2 separate regions of the Sus scrofa genome follow, and region 2 is linked to region 1. A link is a contact called in public HiChIP or PLAC-seq data. All regions are on one chromosome and are shown on one strand. The core of a region is the stretch at or near the end of the contact, and the rest is flanking DNA. Distances in the headings are between cores, read along the strand shown. Region 1 holds the start of UBC (polyubiquitin-C). Region 2 holds the start of SCARB1 (scavenger receptor class B member 1).

Evidence for each region. HiChIP or PLAC-seq counts read pairs in DNA pulled down with a chosen protein or histone mark.
Region 2: an H3K27ac HiChIP or PLAC-seq map of skeletal muscle shows a contact between it and region 1. The contact joins the promoter of SCARB1 here to the promoter of UBC in region 1. A contact is called at or near these places in 2 of 5 promoter capture datasets (fetal liver and liver), 6 of 47 Hi-C or Micro-C datasets (heart right ventricle, liver, mesenteric adipose tissue and 1 more) and 2 of 2 datasets of contacts at active chromatin or transcription factors (alveolar macrophages and skeletal muscle).

The regions. Positions count from the first base shown.
Region 1 is chr14:28,252,109-28,255,683 of Sscrofa11.1, forward strand. It overlaps UBC (polyubiquitin-C), which reads left to right and starts at 1,749. Exons shown (of 3, transcript XM_021074017.1): 1 at 1,749-1,804.
Region 2 is chr14:28,299,653-28,303,227 of Sscrofa11.1, forward strand. It overlaps SCARB1 (scavenger receptor class B member 1), which reads left to right and starts at 1,769. Exons shown (of 13, transcript NM_213967.1): 1 at 1,769-2,025. The coding sequence starts at 1,900.

The DNA.
Region 1 (3,575 bases), core at 499-2,998:
CCTGTGTGGCTATGGCTGTGGTGTAGGCCTGCTGTTGTAGCTCAGATAGGACCCCCAGCCTGGGAACTTCCATATGCTGAAGGTGTAGCCCTAAAAAGCAAATAAATAAATAAAAATAAAAAGCTCTTTAGGAGTTCCCTGGTGGCCCAGTAGGTAAAGGATCCTGTGTGGTGCAGGTACTTTTAAACTTCCATACACCACTGCCAAGAAAAAAAAGACCATCTCAGCTTAGAGCCAGAGGGATCTGACTCTACACAGCTTTTTTTTTTGGGGGGGGGACTGAAATTCATGAAACGATTCACCAGTGGGTACTAGAGCACTGGTGACAGCTCCTTTTTTGTAAGGAACTTCTGTAAAGGTTATTTCTCCCTAAATGTCAACAAGGTGTTAAAAGAACAAAATATTCTAAAGTTACCAGGCCTAACATGAATCATGTGCTTCTGTTTTACTTTGTGTCTTATAATTCAGTATTTCTGATAGCACAATGACAAAAAAAAAAAAAAAATACCATACAGAACAAATAACAAGGCTTGTCCTGGGAGACAGAACTTTCTAGAAAAGATGTCATGAATCTTTGGAAAACATGTTTTCAATAATTAGATTTTATTTCATAGTTAAAAAACAAACTAACAAAACTCATTATATGAGGTACCAAAAACTTGTCAAATTCATAGAGACAGAAAATAGAATGGTGGTTGCCCAGGGCTGGGGGTGGGGGTAGTTAGTGTTTAATGCGTACAAAATTTCAGTCTAGCAAGCCGAAGAGTGGACACAGATGGCAGTGATGGACACCCAAATACCCCAATTTGATATTGTTTTGAGGTGTAGTCACTTGAAAAGCAGCAAATGCAGAGTGAGGCTTTCACTCAACTCCCCTAATCTGCCCAGACAGATTTTGCAAAAGAAACTCAAGGGAGTTTTCACCAACCAGGGAAGATTGGCTCTTAAAACAGGAGAGACAAACTTTGACACCAAACTTTGTCATCAACTATCTTGTCTCCATCTATTCTTCTATTTTCTCAGTAAAAATTATTTACTCTCCCTTTAAGAGAATTTCCTATTAAGATGGTATTTAAGCCTAAATTCTAAAGCCTTTTTTTTAAGTGACACATTTTCCCCCAGAGGGTAGCTCCCATATATACACAAGGTGTGCATATTACTAAACTATTGTTTTTGTTTTCTTTTGTTTTGTTTCTCTTGCTAATCTGTCTTTCATTACAGGGGTCTCAGCTAAAAGAAGGATTCCCAAAAGGAAAATTATTTTTCCTCCCCTACAATATAATTAATGCCACTGAGCTGTACACTTAAAAATAGTTAAGATGATACATTTTTATGTGTATTTTGCCACAATTTAAAAACAGCAAATTAAAAAACAAAACAAAACCCCAGTGAGTTAAAAAATTTCTTAGTGTTTCTAAGTTAGGCAAATTTGGGTACTGGAACTGAATCTGACTTCCTGACTGGCGGGGGGATAAGATGGGTTATTTTTAAGCTGGAGCAGTTTGTGTTCTGCCACAGAATGCAAATACATAAATGTAAGCAGGAAAACGGACAGAGTAGAGTCCCTAGGGCTTCTTTTTATTTTTTCTCTCCTAAGCTGCAGATTCCCTTTTATGGTTATATAACTGATGATGACGCAAGTCAAACCTTTCCCGTCCAGCTCTCAGATTTCACCCTTTCTCTTGGAAAGAAAATGTTTGCTGGTCACTACGTAGACACTCTCATGACGCTGAGTTAAGTCCCATACAAGGTGGTGACCTTCAGGAGAGCTGAATCCTTTGGGGAAAGGAGGAAAGGCAGACAGGTAGGCTCCAGTCCAATCCCCAACAGCCCAACACCCAGGCCCTTTGTGAGCTCAGCCCATCACGTGCTCTTGCCTGCCCGCCAATCCTGCCGTGTTGCTGGGCCTCTGTCACTCTTCCATTGGTGCCAGCTCTGAAGCCATCCCTTCTGGGGCACCTGCAAAGGATGGATCAGTGGGTGGAAGGAACTGAAAATGGATCCAATGACTCATCCTGCTTCTGGCATATTCTAGCACATTGCATTCTAGGTCAAGGGATTTTAGGTTGTAGGAACGTGACTTGGTACACGATCCCCGAATCCAAGTGGGACATTTAGACTTTGGGAGCCCTTCTCAGCAAACAGAAAAGCAGCTCTAACAAAAACAACAAAAATCCTCCGTAGAGCAGAATTTGTCAACCCATTGCATTGCTGACTTTGGGGGCTGGGTAATTCTGTTTTTGTGGGGGACTGGCCACTGCAGGATGTTTAGTAACATCCCTGGCCTCTACCACTAGATTTTAGCGGCACACCTCAACCCCAACACCACAGCTGTGACAAGCAAAAATGTCTCCAGATACTGCCAAGTGTCCACCAAGGGACCAAGTCGCTCCTGGTTGAGAACCACTGCTCTAGAGAAACAGCATCTACCTCCCTGAGAGTTTACTTCCCCCTCCTCCCTTTCACTTCAGTGCCCTTGGACAAATGTTTATTTCTATTTGCTTCAACAAAACCCACTGTTGGACTTAGAGACCAAAATTCTCTAGTAGAGAATTTTCCTGCTAGAGACAACATCAGTGTTGTTAGCGCCTAAGAATATTGTTTTCTCTTTGGAGATAGCCCTGGGACCCAGTCCTCACCCTTGGAGCCTTTCTTCTTCCCCCTCTCCCCCTCTTTCTCCTTTTCACCTTCCCTTGCCTCTGAAATCAGGTCTGTTTTTCTCTGTAGTTTTTGGACTCTTGAAAAAAAAGCTATGTCACAAAGCTCGTGACTCAGCCTTTAAACAACATGAATCATAAGACCTGCAGTGAAAGAACAGCCAAAAGAAAACAGGGTGTGGTTTGAAGCCAGGCCTAGTCACCTGAGAAAGAACCTCAGCTTTTTGTTCCTCTGAAAACTTCTTTCTGGAATTCAAGAAGGAAACCTTATACAGAGCTTTGATGTTCTGTTCCTTTAAACCCTCTTTTCAGAAATTTAGAAATATCCCTCACAGAAATCTCTACTGGAAGTCACTGAGGTCTCCTGCTAAACTGAAAAATGACATTTTATTTTTATTATTCATTTACATTTCTTGGTAATGAATTCATTCTCTTTGAAAATGTTTAAAACGATAGGAGTTAAAGTCTGTTTTGAATACTGCTTAGACCTTTCCCATAAATACCTACAGACACAGGTTGCCAAAGAAAACATAGTTTTGTTTTTATTCTCATTTTAAGTACAGTATTTAAATAACATAATGTTTATAATTCCAACAGGAATGTAGTCTTTTCCTAATAGCAGGGTATTTTTTAGTCGGTTCTCTCTTTTTCTATATATTTATTGAAAGCTTCAAGGGTAAAAATTAAAAACACCCTCCCCACATTTATAGAAATAGAGAATATTTCTAGAAGAGTCTAGAAAGAACAGTGGCTAGGGAATTGAGTGCATGAGGGAGGTTTTTCATTATAAACTATAGAAAACCTGTTTTAAGTTTTCATCACGTTCATATATTTTAAAACATTTTTAAAATATGCCTTTGGAAAAAAATTTAAGTATGCTTTTTGAAAAAAGGAAAAAATATGCTGGAGAAATGACAC
Region 2 (3,575 bases), core at 519-3,018, 48 kb after region 1:
GGATCCAGTACTGCTATGGCTGTGACCTAGGCTAGCAGCTCAGCTCTGATTTGACTCCTAGCCTGGGAACTTCCAGATGCCGTGGGTGTGGCCCTAAAAAGACAAAACAAACACACACACACAAAAAACCCTCAGTCCTGGCAATGCTGCTTAAGGATGGACCTGGGAGAAGGCTCTTACTCCCAGGGTTGAATAAGAGTTTCAGAAGTTCTCATTCTGAGCCCCTCAGGAACTGGTCTGCCTCACCCAGGTGTTGGGGACACTGCTCTCCCATCCCTGAGTGACCCCATCTAGAGAATGAGGGGTGGCTCAGTGGGCTAAGAATCCGGCATTGTCACTGCAGTGGTTGGGTCCCTGTTGTGGCAAGGGTTCTCTCCCTGGCCCAGGAATTTCTGCATGCTGCTGGCGCTGCCAAAAAGAAAAAAAAAAAAAAAAAAAAAGATGAAGGGGGATTGGCCTACATACAGAGTCTAGAATTCAGTGGAGGAGTTTGCTGCAGGCTTTAGGAGCAGGCTACATGGGGACTGTGGAGGGTATTGCAGGGGAGCACGTGCCCACCTGTTCTATTTTCTTGGCACTTTTCTCTGAAATCACCCATCATTTATTTGCTCACTTGCCCATCACCTGTCTTCTTGTTCACTGGAAAGCAGCTTAGATATGTTAACCTAACCCTCTGTGCCTGTTTCCTTATCTGTAAAATGGAGCCATCATGGGCAAGGCACTCAGCACAGGGCCAAGTTCCTAGAAGGCTCCTTGTGGTTCACTCTAACATGTTCCTTGTGAGCCAGCATTCCCAGCCAGGCCGCTGTCAAACTACTTTTGGGGACGGGGCAGAGGGCCAGAGAGACAAAGCTTCTGCTGTAGCAATCTAGTCCCAGGCCATGGTCAGAATGCAAGAATAAAGTGGAACACGCCAGGTGGTGCCCGGTGATAAGGGTGAGGGGTGAGCCCGAAGAGCTGGCGCTATTTTATTTTACACAGGGTGGCGGGGCAGGCCTTTCTGATAAGATGGCCGAGCAGTCGTGAAGGAAGGAGCAGGGCAGATATCTGGGGAAGACAGAATTCCAAGTCGTGGGTGTACCAAGTCTTGAGGCAGGAGCCTTCTAGATGTATACATACATAGGGCGCGTGCGTGCATGCTTGTGTGTGTGTGTGTGTGTGTGTGTGTCTTAGAGGCAGAGGGGTGTGTGTGTGTGTCTTGGCAGACGGGTGGGGGAAGGGAATGAGGGGAGATGAGGGGGCAGGGGCTCTGGAGTTCCTGCCAGAGTTGGGAAATTCCTATTAAATATGAACAATGATGATGGTCCTGACAGAGCAAGTGGGAGGGGAGAAGGAGCAAAGAAGGGGGGCGGAGGAGTGTGTAGAAAGCAGGTGAGGAGGGGAGACAGCTGAGGAGAGGGGAGAAGGTGGGGAGGAGGAAGAATCAGGGAAATGGATGGACGGGGAGAAAGAGGGAGTGAGGAAGGGGAAAAAAGTTACGAGGTGGAGGGAAGCCAGGTTCAACGTTGCACGTGGCCGTGAGACCTCCACAGCTCCCCCCGCTGGAAACGGAAGCTAGGGCGCCGGGCCCGCGGCTGTGGCCCCGCCCCACAGACCTTCTGATCCGCGCCCCGCCTCAGACACGCCCCCTGGAACTTAGGCCCCGCCCCGCCGCCCCCACCCGCCGGCGCCCGCCCGAATCCCGGTGCCCAGGGCGTCCCGGGGGCGGTCCGCTTTGATGGCGCATAAAACCGCTGGCCACCTGCCGGGTCGCTCCTCCGTGCTCTGCCGTCCGGAACCCGCCGTGCCGCTGCCGTCCCCGTCCCCGGAGTCACAGTCACTGTCGCCTCCGCCCCCGTCTCGTTCCCTCCACAGGCGCGGAGCCCAGCGACCTCCGCGCGGGCGCCAGGGCGCGCAGACATGGGCAGCCGCTCCAGAGCGCGCCAGGTGGCCGCGGCGCTGGGCTTCGTTGGGCTGCTCTTAGCTGCACTGGGCGCTGTTATGATCGTGATGGTGCCCTCGATCATCAAGCAGCAGGTCCTCAAGGTGGGTGAGGGGCCTGACTAGGGGTCTGTGCCGGGTCCGGTCCGGGCTGGAGGGCGCTGGGCACCGAGGAGGGTCGGGCGCGCAGCCGGCCGGCTGTCAATCCGAAGCCGGGATCCTTACCTGGGGCCCCCGCCCCTGAGCACGGGGGAAGGGGGACCAGTGGGCACGAGGAAGGGCAGCTGGCCACCTTCCTAGGGACCACCCGACCCAGGACGCAGGCTGAGTTTGGGGCCCAAGGAGGTCACGCAAGGCCTTGGCTGGAGGCATGGGCCAGGGTTGGGGAAGCCTGGAATGGCTTGGGACCTGACCTCACCTTAAGGGTCTCCGGCCTAGGGCGGCCTGGAGTGTGGTCGCCTTTCGGTGCTGTCGGGAGGAGCCCAGGAGCCTGCCTGAATGTCTCCTGCCTCTTTTACAGTAGTCTGTGACAGAGTCTGGTAAAACTAGAGCTGCACATGGTGGGCGCTCAGCCTTGTGCTCTTGGCTTTCCAGAATCTCCCCTTACAAACCCATTCTCAGAGGCCGAGTGGGCTGCTCTATCCTCCCCCTCCCCCACTGCCTTCCTGATGCAGATTGGAAATGATAAGCCGCTTTTCTCCCCAGATTCACACAGAGGCAGGCATAAGCCCGAGGCTGCATGAGCAGGGTCTTTGGGGGAGCCCACAGCCTGAGAGCTTTCCTCCGATCCTAACCTTCTATCACCCCTGCCCTTTTAACCAGGAGACACATTGAGGCGGTCAGCCGGCCTTCAGACCCCCGACTCTGCCCTGGGTCTCTTGGTGGGTTGTTTGAATGAGCCTGGAGTTGCTGAGGGACAGGAAGATGTAGAGCATCACACTTGAGCTTAAAGCATTCAGAGTTTTAAAGCCAAGGCCAACCCCTGCAAGGGCTGGGAGAGAAAACCCAGGCTTACTTTAGCCCAAGATCCAGCCAGAGGCAGAGCTGGGCTAAAGATGTGGGTATCAGCAATGGCTTTTCCCTTAGCTTACTTCTTTAGGCAAGTTTCTTGAGAATGGGGACCTGGCCACATTTCATGTCTGTCCCCCAAGCCCAGCCTGGAATGCTTGGGAGATGAATGAATGAGTGAATGAATGAAGGCAGCCATTTTTTGACCTTTAAAGGTGGAGCCACTTTAGGTTTTTCCCAAGGTCTCTGGGTAAGCAGTTGTTTGAGTCACCAAGTCCTGTAATCTGATTGCATGGTGTTTCTGGCCCGTGATGACAATGAGCTCTGAGTTCCTCTTGGTGGGTTTGTGTGTGTTTCCTGCCTTTGGGGATGGCGGGAAGAAGTTTCCTGGGGAAACCTCAGAGAGGCAGAACTGCTTCTTTCTCTCTCATGGCAGCCAACACGTGTATCTTTTGCTTTTCAAAGTAGCTGTGAGAATTTTATCACAGTGAACATCGCTGTAAATGCCCGCCGAATTTGTGGTTTCTGAACCCCATGCACCCTGGAGAGATTGTGGTATAAGTGTGGTGTGGTGAGTCCGAGCAAAGAGCTTCTTGCTTTGGAGGTGTGGGGGTGGGTGGGATTTATAGCTGATGAAGAATCTTGTC